2 separate regions of the Mus musculus genome follow, and region 1 is linked to region 2. A link is a contact called in public HiChIP or PLAC-seq data. All regions are on one chromosome and are shown on one strand. The core of a region is the stretch at or near the end of the contact, and the rest is flanking DNA. Distances in the headings are between cores, read along the strand shown. Region 1 overlaps Arid1b (AT rich interactive domain 1B (SWI-like)). Region 2 has its middle 27 kb from the start of Gm34371.

Region 1 (6,579 bases), core at 2,517-5,016, 370 kb after region 2:
TTCAGATTTTGTCTGCTTTGAGCTCAAATTCCCAGATGTGGAAATAGAAAGTGGCCCGTGGTCGGCTGGCCGACGCAGTAGCCTCACTTCAGTCCGCTGCCCATCTCTGGCAGCTCCGCCCAGCTCCAGGCTTCACAGGTTACCACGTGCTGCCCTGCCGGCTTCACACTCACAATGGGGTGAGCTCCCTTTGAAGTGCAACTATTTTGCCCAAATATTTTTTGAGTAACTCCCCTTGCCCCTTAGGCTTTTCTTAGCATCCCTGTATGTTGACATCTTCAAATAGGGTACAGACTCACTCTCAGAAATTAAATTACATTTAACAATTAATGATTACTTCTTATGCCTAAATGGGTGTATTAGATGTAAAAATAACAAAAGAAATAAATTAAAGTTTTAATTATTTCAGTAGTTTCTTATGAGTGTCACTAGTATATTATTTTGAGACAGGGTCTGGTCTCATTGTGAAGTCCAGGACCACTTAAACTCAGAGAACTGCCTGCCTCAGCCTCTCTGCTGCTGAGAGGTGTAGCCATGTGCCACTGTGCCTTGGTTAAATTTCGTTTTTTTTTTTTTTTTTTTTTTTAACTATAACATCTTCCATTGTAAGCAGTCAACAGGGGTACTTAATATTCTTTATTGCTAACTAATATCTACATACAGTTCTAGAATTCTCCTTTAGCCTCGCGATTTTGCTGTTTTATCGAAGTTTCCACTGTTTAGCAGTCTAAGCAAGGCTGCAGGGATGTTCTGCCTTAAGCTCTCTTTGGACAGTGCTGTGACACTCCTGTGCCCATGCTGGCTCTAGGGAGGACACGGCACACGCCCTTTGGGTTGAGCTCCTCGTCTTCCTGTGAGCTACAGGAGCACCAGCTCTCTTGGCAGACTTCTTCAGATATCTTGATTATTGTTACTTGGTTGACTTTTTAAACATAAAGACAGGCTATTAAATTCCTACCCATCTTTGATACATTATGGTCAGTTTGGGGTTAATGATTTTTAACTGTGTGTTCAAGCTGACCTTGGTGATGCCATCTGTAGGTCTAGCTACCGTGGATTCCACAGCAGGGTTGTTTGAACTCAGGAGTTCAAGACCAACTTGACCAAACATAGTTAAGGTTGACAAAACATTCATCATTCATGCAAGTACGTTCAGTAACTTTATGGCCTAGAGACTTCATCTTCAACCCTTTACATGTGTGTGCGGCACAACACATACAGATCCTCACTAAAACACGTCAGTCTATGCGCCCCCACCCCACCCCCACCCCGCTTTGCACTCGGAGCCTGGGGTCCGTGGCTCACCAGGCCTTTGAAGCAGGAGTGCCTCTGCCGAGGCGGGCAGGTGCACTGTGAGCCTGCTGCCTCAGCCCTGGTCCCTGACGCCAAGCCCCTTGTGCATGGCTGTGTGAGTTCTGCAGTATGGAGCCTGCTGCGACTCCTCATTTCAGTGAGGCTTGTTCACACAGAAGGAAAGATGAGACGAATGTAGCTGGAGATTTTATGATAAAATAAAAATTCCCACAGACTTGGACTTCCTCTTCCTTCCTTGTTGGACTACCAAAGCCAAAGTCATGTTTGATCGGGAGCAACTGATAAAGAGGCCAAACCCTTTAGGGTTCACGTCATAAACTAGATCTGAGGAGTTGCAGACGTAGGCCAGGCAGGTGGCATTCCAAAGTGTCCTGCTCATCCCCGTGCCCAGTGTGGTCTTCAGATGGGAGTTGGTGACAGAGCAGCAGTTGTGACTTGAGTTCACCCTTCTGGCTTCTACAGAAAGCTCTAGACAGCAGATCTGGAGGAAGCCTGAGATGGCCCCTCAGGCTTGCATGCACTTTCAAGCTAGGCACCCAGTGCTACCCCTTAATTGAAACTGCTTGTGTTGCCAGGTGACAAAGGACTGTAATCCCCACACTCATCTCTAAAATTAAAAAAATCACGCATGTGTGTGCTCGCAGGTATGTATGTTCCCCTGTGCACATATATACGTGTGCAAATACACTTGGAGAGAGGGGAGGAAGGATATCTGTTAATAGCAATATTAAATGGTAACCCCATGTATGCGGTCTCTGACTCTTCATCCCAGCTGTTTGGATGATGATAGGTAAAGCCATCACTTTGGGGTATCCATGGCACTCACACCTTACGGTTCCTCCTCCGGGTTCTCTGCTGTTCCCTCAGTTTCAGTTATCAGTGTTTAACACAGAGACCCCATGAAGATCTGGGGAAGATTACAGAGGAAATGAACATGACTGTCTTTGAAGTGGACAAACCCCTGTTCTCATTTTTAGTGGCAGCCTCTGGTGTCCTTGGTGTCCTGGGCAGCTCAGCTCTGCTTTTCTGTTCAGCTAAAGACCTAAGGTACATACAACAGTCGGATGTGAAAGGTACCATAAAGACATTTCACCCTCCAGATGCTGTATTTAATACAAAGTGCGATCCGACGCTCTAACCTAATGCTCAAAGTCTTTTTCTCTATGGAAGTGTATGAAAGCGGCTTGGGTGAATTTTCTTGCAGCTGTCCGTTACTGCTTTTTGCTTGAGAATTAGAAAGAAATGTGTTTATTTTGTATGGATCAGTGGGCACCTTTAATGGCAAGAAGCTTGCTGTGACAAAGGACCGGGTCTCCTGTGAGGTTTGTATTCAGGCTGTGCTTCTGGAAGGACTTGAGTTGACCTAAAGTCACACATTCCTATGTAAAGAAAAGCTGTTCTAAGACATTACAATTTGTTGGGGGTGGGGTAGGATGGAAAAACAAACGAGCCCGGATAATGATGTGACCGCAAATGGAGGTCCAGTTTAAGGCTGCGTCCCAGCTACCATGGTAAAGAGAGAAATTCAAGGTTATATAATTTTTAATATAAAGGCAAAATTCGTTATATCTTAGGGAACTTCACCTTCTATGATTTTGTAGAAGGAAATGTTCTATAAAGAAACATAAAATGATCCTGAGAAAATAATGAAACTGATATGGAAATAGAGGCCTGTTCTGTGCAGTAAGAGCCGTGATCCCATATTATTTGGAAGCTTATAGGGGTCTTGAATGAGACCTTCCGGCCCACGTGAGTGGACAGGGTCCTGAGTGAGGCCTTAAGTCCCGCCCACGTGATGGACAGTTGAAGTCCCGCCCACGTGATGGACAGTTGAAGTCCCGCCCACGTGATGGACAGTTGAAGGGTTTTCTAGAACTCGATTGACTTGTTTAACTGTCAAAATTATAAATCTAGCAATTGTGTTCAAAGGAGTGGTTTATTGAGCCCATTTTTATATTTCATGGAAACTTTTAAAATAGTTCCCTTAATCATAAGCATGTAGCAGAATAAAAACTCAATATAAAACTTAATAACATAGCTAAATTGCAAGTAGTTTTATAATCTTTTTCTTTTGAGATAGGTGTGCAGGTGACGTTTTCCTTTGTCATTTGAAACTTCGGGTTTGTGTTTTCATGGGAGAAATTGGCTTTTCCATTAGTTATGAAATTGGGGGGGAATGTGATGGCTGGGACTTTGGGTGCTGGCCCTGTTCTGGTGACTTGCGGCCACCGTCTGGTGCATGTCACCCACTGGTGAGATGTGAATTCAGTCTCTCATGAACCTCTAGACTCGGGCTCACTGTCAGGTGTGAGCTTCTGAGAACAGGAGGCCTGTCTGTCTGTCTGTCTGTCCAGCACTTCCTGAGGAGGGACTTGCTGGCCTGACTCCTCTGTCTCCACCCCAGGAGAGGTCAGGGGAAGCAGCTTGGGCCTCCAGGTAGACTTTAGTCACAGCTCTTGACCCTGTAAAGAGAGGGTCTGGGTGCCTGCCAAGGAGCCAGCAGGGACAAAGGACAGCAGCCCTGATGTGAAACTGTCTCTCCTTCTCCTGGGTAGGAAGCTTGGGCTGCCTCTCAGGTCCATGAAAGGGGTGACTCTGCCGTTCCTGCTTCTATAAGAAACTAACTCTTAGGCTTATAACTAGTCAGCAGAAAGTGAGTTCACGCTACATTGTGTTTATTCCTGCAGACAGTAATATAATAATTGATCTGTCTTTGTTTGTGGCCTACCTTCATTATCTTGTTCCTAACTTCAAGTAGAAGAAAATCATATATATAAAACTTTTCAGGATGACATTAACTCCAGCAAGAGTCTCCTGAATTTCCACAACCACACTTGTCCAGAACTTGGTGAGTTTTCAACTCTGAGATCTTGATCAGCTGTGTTACTGCTGGGCAGCCTTACTCATTTGCAGTGTTTTTAAGAAGCTCACAACTTACACATCTGTGATTGGTGGTTGTAAGAAAAGCCGGGGCGGGGCGGGGGGGGGGGGGCGGCAGGCAGGTGTCCTTCCAAGCTCAGTGCAGGAGGACGTGGGCCCAGCTCCTGTGAAACAGTCATAAGCATTCAGTTTAGCAGTCATGGGGGTGGTTTTGCAAGTCCTCTGAACAAACATGCAGACCCTTAGTCACTCCTACTCTGTCTGAGAAAACCATGGTGGAAGAAACTATTTGCATTTTCTCCTGGGAGCAAGGAAGAAGCAAGAAGTCTGTGTCATGCTATTGAGGTTCCTTCCTGTTTACTTTTGGTTTTACTCCCAGCATCCCCTGGTGTTGCTTGACTAAGGCAAGTCTTCCCCCAGGAATATGAGACCGTGGTACAGTCCGCTTCATAACGTTCCTGGGTATTTTTATAATTTATCATCAGCTGACACTGCCTGGGTAGAATATTCTTACCACTCCCTCTGGCTGCTGGAAGTCTGAAATTACATCTTTGTCTTTGAAGTCAGGCATACTGTTAGCGTTGCCATGGTGACAGGGTGGGTAATGGCCTAGGCAGACAGGAGATTGGTGCTTAGCATTTAAACGCTGCTGTACACAAGGCCTTGCTTTTTAGAGCTGTTACTGAAGTCTACCCTTTTAGTAAATGTTTAAAAATTACATTTTTACATGGTCTTACTAGATTAATAGTCATGGTTTATTTCGTTTTAACTGCAAGGATAAAAGCATTATTCCGTTAAATGGGTAGCTTCCCCCTCTCTTTTGGTTTATGCATTATTAACACGGGCTTCTCCTGTTTTGCTTGTAACATTTTATAGGCTTTTTAAACACAGAGTCAGATTTGCTCTGTTGCTCCTTTAGTTTTCGGACTTAACCCATTATCTGCTTGATCCTTCACAGTCTCACATGGAACTAAGTTAAACGACTAAGCTTTAAATCTTAAGAGTGAAGTTTTTAAAGCTGTGTTTGTAGTAATGGCTGATCAGCCGTTCTGGCGAGCGGTAGCCGTGCTGGATTTGAAGCCACTTCTGCTGAGAGCCCTCACTGAATGCCCCTCCTATCCTCTGCTCTCACAGGAGTGTTTGGAGGAGGAAATGAGACATTTTGAAAGGTTTCAGTTGATGTAACTGTAGAATTAATATCTTTGACTTATTAATTCCGTGTAGGAATAGACTGTGCGCTATAGGTAGGATATCCATGTTTCTGCTCGCTTGATACATAAATTGCTTCTGGCACAGTGCCAATCAACACAGGCGCTATCACAGGATGAAACCCTTTCCTTAGATAACTCAGCTAGGGGCTGTGTCTGTGTTCACTGGATGGTTCTTGAATTGGAGTTCCTTGTGTGTGTGTGTGGGGGGGGTTGGTTTTGGTTTTGGTTTTTTGAGACAGGGTTTCTCTGTAACCCTGGGGACCCTTGAACTCCCTATGTCGATCAGGCTGGCCTCAAAGTTAGGAATCCTCCTGCTTCTGCCTCCCAAGTGCTGGGACTAAAGGCATGTGCTGCCACTACCCAGCTAGACTCTGGGTTCTATTTCTGAGCTTTTCAAATCAAAATCTCTTCCCTAAGTGAGGGCTGGTCCAGGCATTTGAATATCTTTTTCTCCTCCCTCCCTCCCTCCACTCCCCCTCCCCTGCAAGGCTAAGTAGTTTCTTTAATTGATTGTCCACAGTATAGATCTCCACCCTGACATCCCCATCCCCATCTCCTCCTCCTCCTCTTCTCCTTCCTCCTCCTTCCTACTCCTTCCTCCTCCTCCCTCCTCCTCTCTCCTCCTTCCTTCTCCTCCTCCTCCTCTTCTTCTTCTTCCTCCTCCTCCCTCCTCCTCCCTCCTCCTCCTCCCTCCTCCTCCTCCTCTTCTTCTTCCTCCTCCTCCTTCTCCTCCTCCTCCTTCTCCCTCCTCCTTCCTCCTCCTCCTCCTCCTCCTCCTCCTCCTCCTCTTCCTCCTCCTCCTTCTTCTTCTTTTTTTTAAAGAAAAATATTCTCATTGTGTTTCCCAGGCTGGGCTTGAATTCTGGGACTCTGGCTTCTCCTCCCTCATTCATTATTGTATGGAGTCCACTCATCCTCTGATCCACACACCCACCTTCCACCAGGCTCTCAAGTCTCTGATTTCACTTCTGCTTGTCTTAGTACCTCCAAATTTGATGTCTTTGACCAGACAGTATGCAGAGGTGTGTTCCAGTACACAGTAGGAAAGTGGATGGGCTGAGCTGCTACCTCACACTCTGTTCTTGGAGGGGAACTTCTTTAGGGCATGTCCCCGCCATGTCCCTGATCTGCTGTTGACACTGTCTGGTTTGTGGACAACATCATTCAGAACCTT
Region 2 (5,790 bases), core at 3,153-5,652:
GTCACAAGTCCTGAGTCGGTTGAAGTTTAAAGACAAAGACACCTTTGAATTTTCTAAACACATTCTAAAAGAAAGGATTTTTTTTTTTTTGGCTTAAAAAAAAAATAAAAACAGACAAATTCTTTTGGTGTTCAAAACAGAATTTCACTAAAAATTTTCCCCTGAGTGCTATTTGACAATAGAGACCAGGCACTGTATATAATATTTTTTCATCTGAAAAGATTTTTTTTAATTCAAAAAAAAAATGGATAAAGAAAAGTCCCCTTCGAGCCTAGTACTAAGACATTCTCAAATAAGCTGTTCACGCCATGTCATCACACATTGACTCGGATGATGGTTTTAGGTGAAATCACTCAGACTTCCATGAGGTAGAACAGCCACTAAATCTTCAGCCCATTTCAGAGATATATTGGCCCATTCTCCTATTTTTAGTGGCCTGCGTCTCTTCCGGAGGAAGGGTGTGTTTAATCTCTCTGCCAGCACTGCATATGTGTTATTTTCTAGTACCTGAGTATAATTATCAGTGTTATTTTAATAATCAATTTCAGTATAATGGCAGGATTTGCTTCAGTTGCATTTAAATTATAATAACGCTCAATAAAGAGGAAATGGAAAAGAAAGGGAAATATCACTGTGAGGATTAACACAAGGCTCCCACAAAAGGGACCTCTTTAATTTTCATGAGGCGATGAAGTGATGGCCTTTTGAATAGACAATTAGGCTCATAAACCTGACGCACCAAGGGCTTAATTCACAAATACACATCATCACGAATACATTTGCAGGGCAACTGTGTGCTTAACAGGATTAGAATCCGGCAAACCATTCATTATTAATGGGACTGCACATTGCCTTAGTCTTCATCCCTAGATAGAGCAGTATTTAAATCACATGATTTAGCACAATTTGGGGAGTTTAGTTCTGTACATAAATGGCTCTGTGTTTCTTGGAGTAGAATGTGGGGTTTTGACTACTGGCCACCGTCAGCTCCACTCAAAAGATAAGAACCTTGGAAATTCTGAACCTTGCCCCATCCATCCGGGGACAAATTCAGAAGGAGATAGCTCAGCTGGCTAGGATGCTGCTTCCACTTCGACAAGAGGCTGTAAGTTCCAACATGTTCAAGGCTCACCATTTGCATGTTAGCATTGGACACGTGTCATGTGATTTGTGAGACAGGTAATCTCAGACAGTTTTTCATTTTTACCATTAATCTCTCTGCCCCCAAGTTTGGCTAGGACCATGGAATATACACACACAGAGACAGACACAGACAGACACACACACATACACACAACTCACCTCATGAATTCTTTATTTCAAGTAATTTCCATCTTACGTTCTCTCCAAAGCAACTGTTGGGTGCTCTGAACCTATGAACGTGAAAGAGGGGAACAAGTGGACAGTCAAAATTAAAAAAAAAAATGGGGTACATAATAAAATTACTAGTGGGTACTTTCCAAAATCAAAATATCCCACCCACAGCAGGAGATGGTTTCTGAACAAGCTCCAAGTGTTCCTGATGATTTCAGATAAAGATCTCAAAGTCCCCAGAAATCTCACAAAACCTGGACACTTGTCTCATTCTCCTGCCCCAGGCTAATTCCTGGCTTCATTCCATAGTCTAGTTAGCCACTGTGCCTCATAAATGTGACTGGTAAACCAGTCAGGCTTCCTATAACAGACAGACAGACCACACTGAAGGCAAAGTTTAAAGAAAGAAAAAAAAAAATTCTAGCTCTGCTATGTCACTTGGGTGACCCCACATTTCCATGTCCCAGTGCTTAGCATGAGGCTCAGACTAAGGCTTGGTCCAGAATAGCAGCCAAACACAGGGCTGATAGCTAGCTCCTGAGCCTTTCTCCTTGGTGTCAGACACAACCATAGCAAAAGTCCTGCAACTGTAAAGGTGATTACAGGGCTGGGGCGGTGGTCAAATGAGTAAACCCCTTGGCTTGAAAATATGAAGACCAGAGTTCAGTCCTCAGAAGGTACTTTGAAGATCACCCTCTATGGTGGTACACACTTGCAATCCCAGAGCTGGGGAGGTGGAGTGGGATAGATCCCTAAGGGCTACTTGGTGAGTTCCAGTGAGGTACCCTGTCTGGAGAAAAATGGCAACTTGAGAGCACTTGAGAAACAGAACAGCAGAGGTTGTCTTCTGACCTCTGCAAGATGGATGGATGGATGGATGGATGGATGGATGGATGGATGGCACAGGAGGAAGAGGAAGGGAAGAGAAGAGATTGATCCTGCCAAGAAGCTGCCATCATGGATACTTGCCCTGGCTTGTCCATGTCCAGTCCCCTGTGCATTTTGATTCTCAGCTTTAGGCTATGATTGTCCTTCATTATCTTCTAAAATCAGGCAGTGCTAGTGGGTGCCACCCATAAATGAAGTCGTCTACCCTACGGATAACCTAGAAAGTGTTGGTTCTTCTCATTAGAAAAGCAGCATTTGCTTTACAACAGGACTACAGTTTTTAAAATACGAAGAACCTGAGTTTCCCTTCCTCATCAATTATGACTAGATACTGACACATATTCATCCTCTGAAGTCCAGAATGTTTAAGTCTCAGCATCTTAGTTAAAGGTTCTGCTGCTGTGCTGAACCAAAAGCCATGACCAAAGGCAAGTTGGAGAGGAAAGGGCTTATTTGTCTTACTTTCCCACATCACATCATCATTGAAGGAAGTCAGGACAGGAACTCAAGCAGGGCTGGAATCTGCAGGCAAAAGCTGATGAAGATCCCATGGAGGGATACTGCCCACTGGCTTGCTCCTCATGGCTTGCTCAGCCTGCTTGCTTATAGAACCTGGTACTACTACCCCAGTGTTAGCACCGCCCACAATGGGTTGGGCCCTCCCATGTCAATCATGAAGAAAATGCCCTACAGGCTTTCCTATAGCCTAATCTTACAGAGGCATTTTTTTTTTTTAAATTAAGGTTCCCTTCCCTCAGATGACTCTAGCTTGGGTCAAGTTTACATAAAACTATCTAGCGTACTCTGTGTGTGTCAGACTAGAAACTGTGGTTTTCAGAAAGCAGGTTTTGAGTCATACTCCCTTTCTGTTTCCTGTGCAAGTTTCATGGCCACTGTGGGACCAGGAGTCTGAGGTTAGCCGCTCCTCTTGCTTCCCTAGGGGATGGCTTTGCTTCCCTTCCATATCTACACTGGCCCTTCTTTGTGAACTCAGAGCTGGCCTTGAGCCGAAGGTCAACACAGCTGTCCAAGTGTGGATTGAGTTGAACCAAGTCTATTAGAGCCGTATCCCACAGAACCTCAGAGGGATATTACTTGGAAACAATGTCATTACAGATAAAATTGGTTAATATAGAGTCACACCATGGGGAGAGAGGTGCCCTTCACCACAGTGAAGACTCAGAGCCAGAGAATACTGAAAGAAGACTGGGTCTCAGGGCTTTAATCCCTGCACTCAGGAGGCAGACTCAGACAGATCTTTTTGTATGAGTTCAAGGCTAGCCTGATCTACAGAGCAGGTTCCAGGACAGTCAAGGCCTCACCATGAAATCCTAAAGAAGATGGAGGTGGATATTGGAGCGATGCTGCCACATCTGGCCCTTAGATCTGTGGTTTCTAGGATGATCTGTGCCACCTCGTTGGTAGGGCTATATCATAACAGGCCTGGGAAAGACGATGCCTAGCCCTGGTCCCTGGTGTCCTGTCAGCCACTGGAACCTGCTGGGATCACTGTGTGGATGCAGCCTAGGCAATGCCTTCTCTAGTTGTTTTTTCTCCTGTCCAGACCCTCTCAATCTCACCCCTCCATTCATAGCCTCTTCCCTGCCCCCCCCCCATCACCACATAGGGCCAATATGTCCTTCACCATTCTGGCCTAACCCTACCAGAATGACCTCTTTCCCCTTGGAACTATGCCACTGCCCAGCTTTTTGCCCCTTTGGGGCTTCCATTACATGGCTGAGGAAATCTAAATCTGTGTGAGGCCTATGGAGCCCCGCAAGGCACAGGCTGCACTGCTCCTTCTGGCTTCTCGGGCCACTCTAACCAGCAGTACTGATTTAACAGGGCCTTTCTCTTCTCAGAGCTCTCCAGCTCCCATTACAGTTAGGCCCCATCCCAAGAGCTCCTTCCTCAGAGACTCGCTCGCCGTTTTCTGTTCTCCCTTTACACTCCCTGTTTGTGCCTCATGACATTTGCCACAACTCTGAGTCACATATTTATTAGTGTGGGGTTATTTGCTGTTGCTCTTTTATGCCTCTCTCTCACTCACTATAGGCCCCATCTGAGCAGGAACAATATCTATTTGTCCTCCTGGTGCAGGCAGAGAGCAGAACAATGTTCCGGCTCCTAGGAGGTGCTCTGTAAATATTAGTGGAATGATCCAACCTCAATGCCTCTCTTTGTGGCATGATGAAGTAGGGATGTGTTTGGCTCTAAAATAAACACAATTAGCCTGGGCTGGGCTCTTGGTCACTTCATACCAGGAGGGACGAGCAAGCTTGGCACTGTGAGGGAAAGCCACGTCATTGACTGCCACCTACGGGATCTGTGCTATTCATCTGAATATATCTTCTGATTTTTCTATAGCTTACAGGCAGATGCTGGCCATGAATTCCAGGTTTAGGATATTACCTAATGGTTCCTGAAGCTTTGAAATGCCTTTGCTGCTTGAGAAAGGCTTCACTAAACTCAACATCAAAGTGAGAGAGGTCACAAAGACATCAGTATACTCCATTCACCAGCTGGGGTCCGAGTGCACGTCCCCATGACTGACCACTAGGTCCGTCCCCTTGGAGGCAGAAGCCTCACAACACCACAGAAAACAGTGCTGAATTCAAAACCTGGTTAAGGGATGAAGCCATGTTCCTCTAGCGGGGACTTGATCTTATCATTCACTGGGAATTACCACCAGGATTCTCTCCTTACTCAGTCACATGACCATTTTTGACCATGGCAACAGAAGCAAGTGGCAACCCTACCCAGTTCTTGGAACCAGAGAACATCAGCCTGGTGCCATGAAGGCAATTTCAATCATCCTTTGGAAGTTAGACAGATTATTTGCTATTTTCACCAACTCTCTTCCCATCTAGTACACGTGAGTATTACACAGAAGCCAAGCAGGACTGAAGTCTGCCCCTGGTGGCAACAAATGCAACTTGTCTCTCCTGGCTTTTCTAGGCAGGAGAACCAGAGGAAAACCAACTAGAAGCAGGAATGGGCTCATTTGCCATAAACACTGTTTGTCTCGTACCTTGGAATGACCACCAGGATTTAAGATACACACAGCACCCACTCAGTCCACTTGGCATTGTGGGCCGCTGCTATGTCATCTATGTCAGCTACTGTGGGGAACTGCAGGCTGGTCTCCAGTTGAGCTGAGGTCTGAACCCCGAAAATGGTGATAATTCACCTTCATGACACAGTAGGCGTTCCCTCATGCTCCTGGAACTCCGGCTCCTGCCTAAGTTACCACCCCCCACAGTCCCCACAAGAGAAGCATGGCTAGAAGTCAAGTAGACAATGGCCCAAACTTCTGACCTTCAGGCTAAACCCCTCCCCAGTTACCTAGCAACAGTAAAGACCATAAAAGGAGCTGTTCAGCCCCTGCTTGCTCTCTTACCTCTTACTTGTCTCTCTTACTTCTTAACCCTCACTCTCTCCCTCTCTCTCCTCTCTCTTTGTCTTCTCCTCTCCTCTCCTCTCCTCTCCTCTCCTCTCCTTTCTCCCTCTTACTCTCTTTCTCTCTAGCCTCCCCCCTTCTACCTTTTCTCTTTCTCCCTGCCTTTCTATAATAAAGCTCTAAAACCA

The links. HiChIP or PLAC-seq counts read pairs in DNA pulled down with a chosen protein or histone mark.
Region 1: a contact with region 2 is called in a FOXA1 HiChIP or PLAC-seq map of pancreatic cancer cells. The contact joins two enhancer-like sites. A contact is called at or near these places in 1 of 484 Hi-C or Micro-C datasets (psoas muscle) and 1 of 115 datasets of contacts at active chromatin or transcription factors (pancreatic cancer cells).

What each region holds. Positions count from the first base shown.
Region 1 is chr17:5,134,350-5,140,928 of GRCm38.p6, forward strand. All of the region lies in intron 4 of Arid1b (AT rich interactive domain 1B (SWI-like)), which reads left to right. Among named protein-coding and RNA genes, the nearest start is that of Gm34854, 87 kb to the right of the region's middle. Within about 2 kb of position 3,767, at least 239 of the 459 cell types and tissues checked have an H3K27ac peak or open chromatin away from gene starts, as enhancers often do. A contact at or near this core is called in pancreatic cancer cells, where this site is marked.
Region 2 is chr17:4,765,124-4,770,913 of GRCm38.p6, forward strand. No RefSeq gene overlaps it. Among named protein-coding and RNA genes, the nearest start is that of Gm34371, 27 kb to the right of the region's middle. Within about 2 kb of position 4,403, at least 54 of the 459 cell types and tissues checked have an H3K27ac peak or open chromatin away from gene starts, as enhancers often do. A contact at or near this core is called in pancreatic cancer cells, where this site is marked.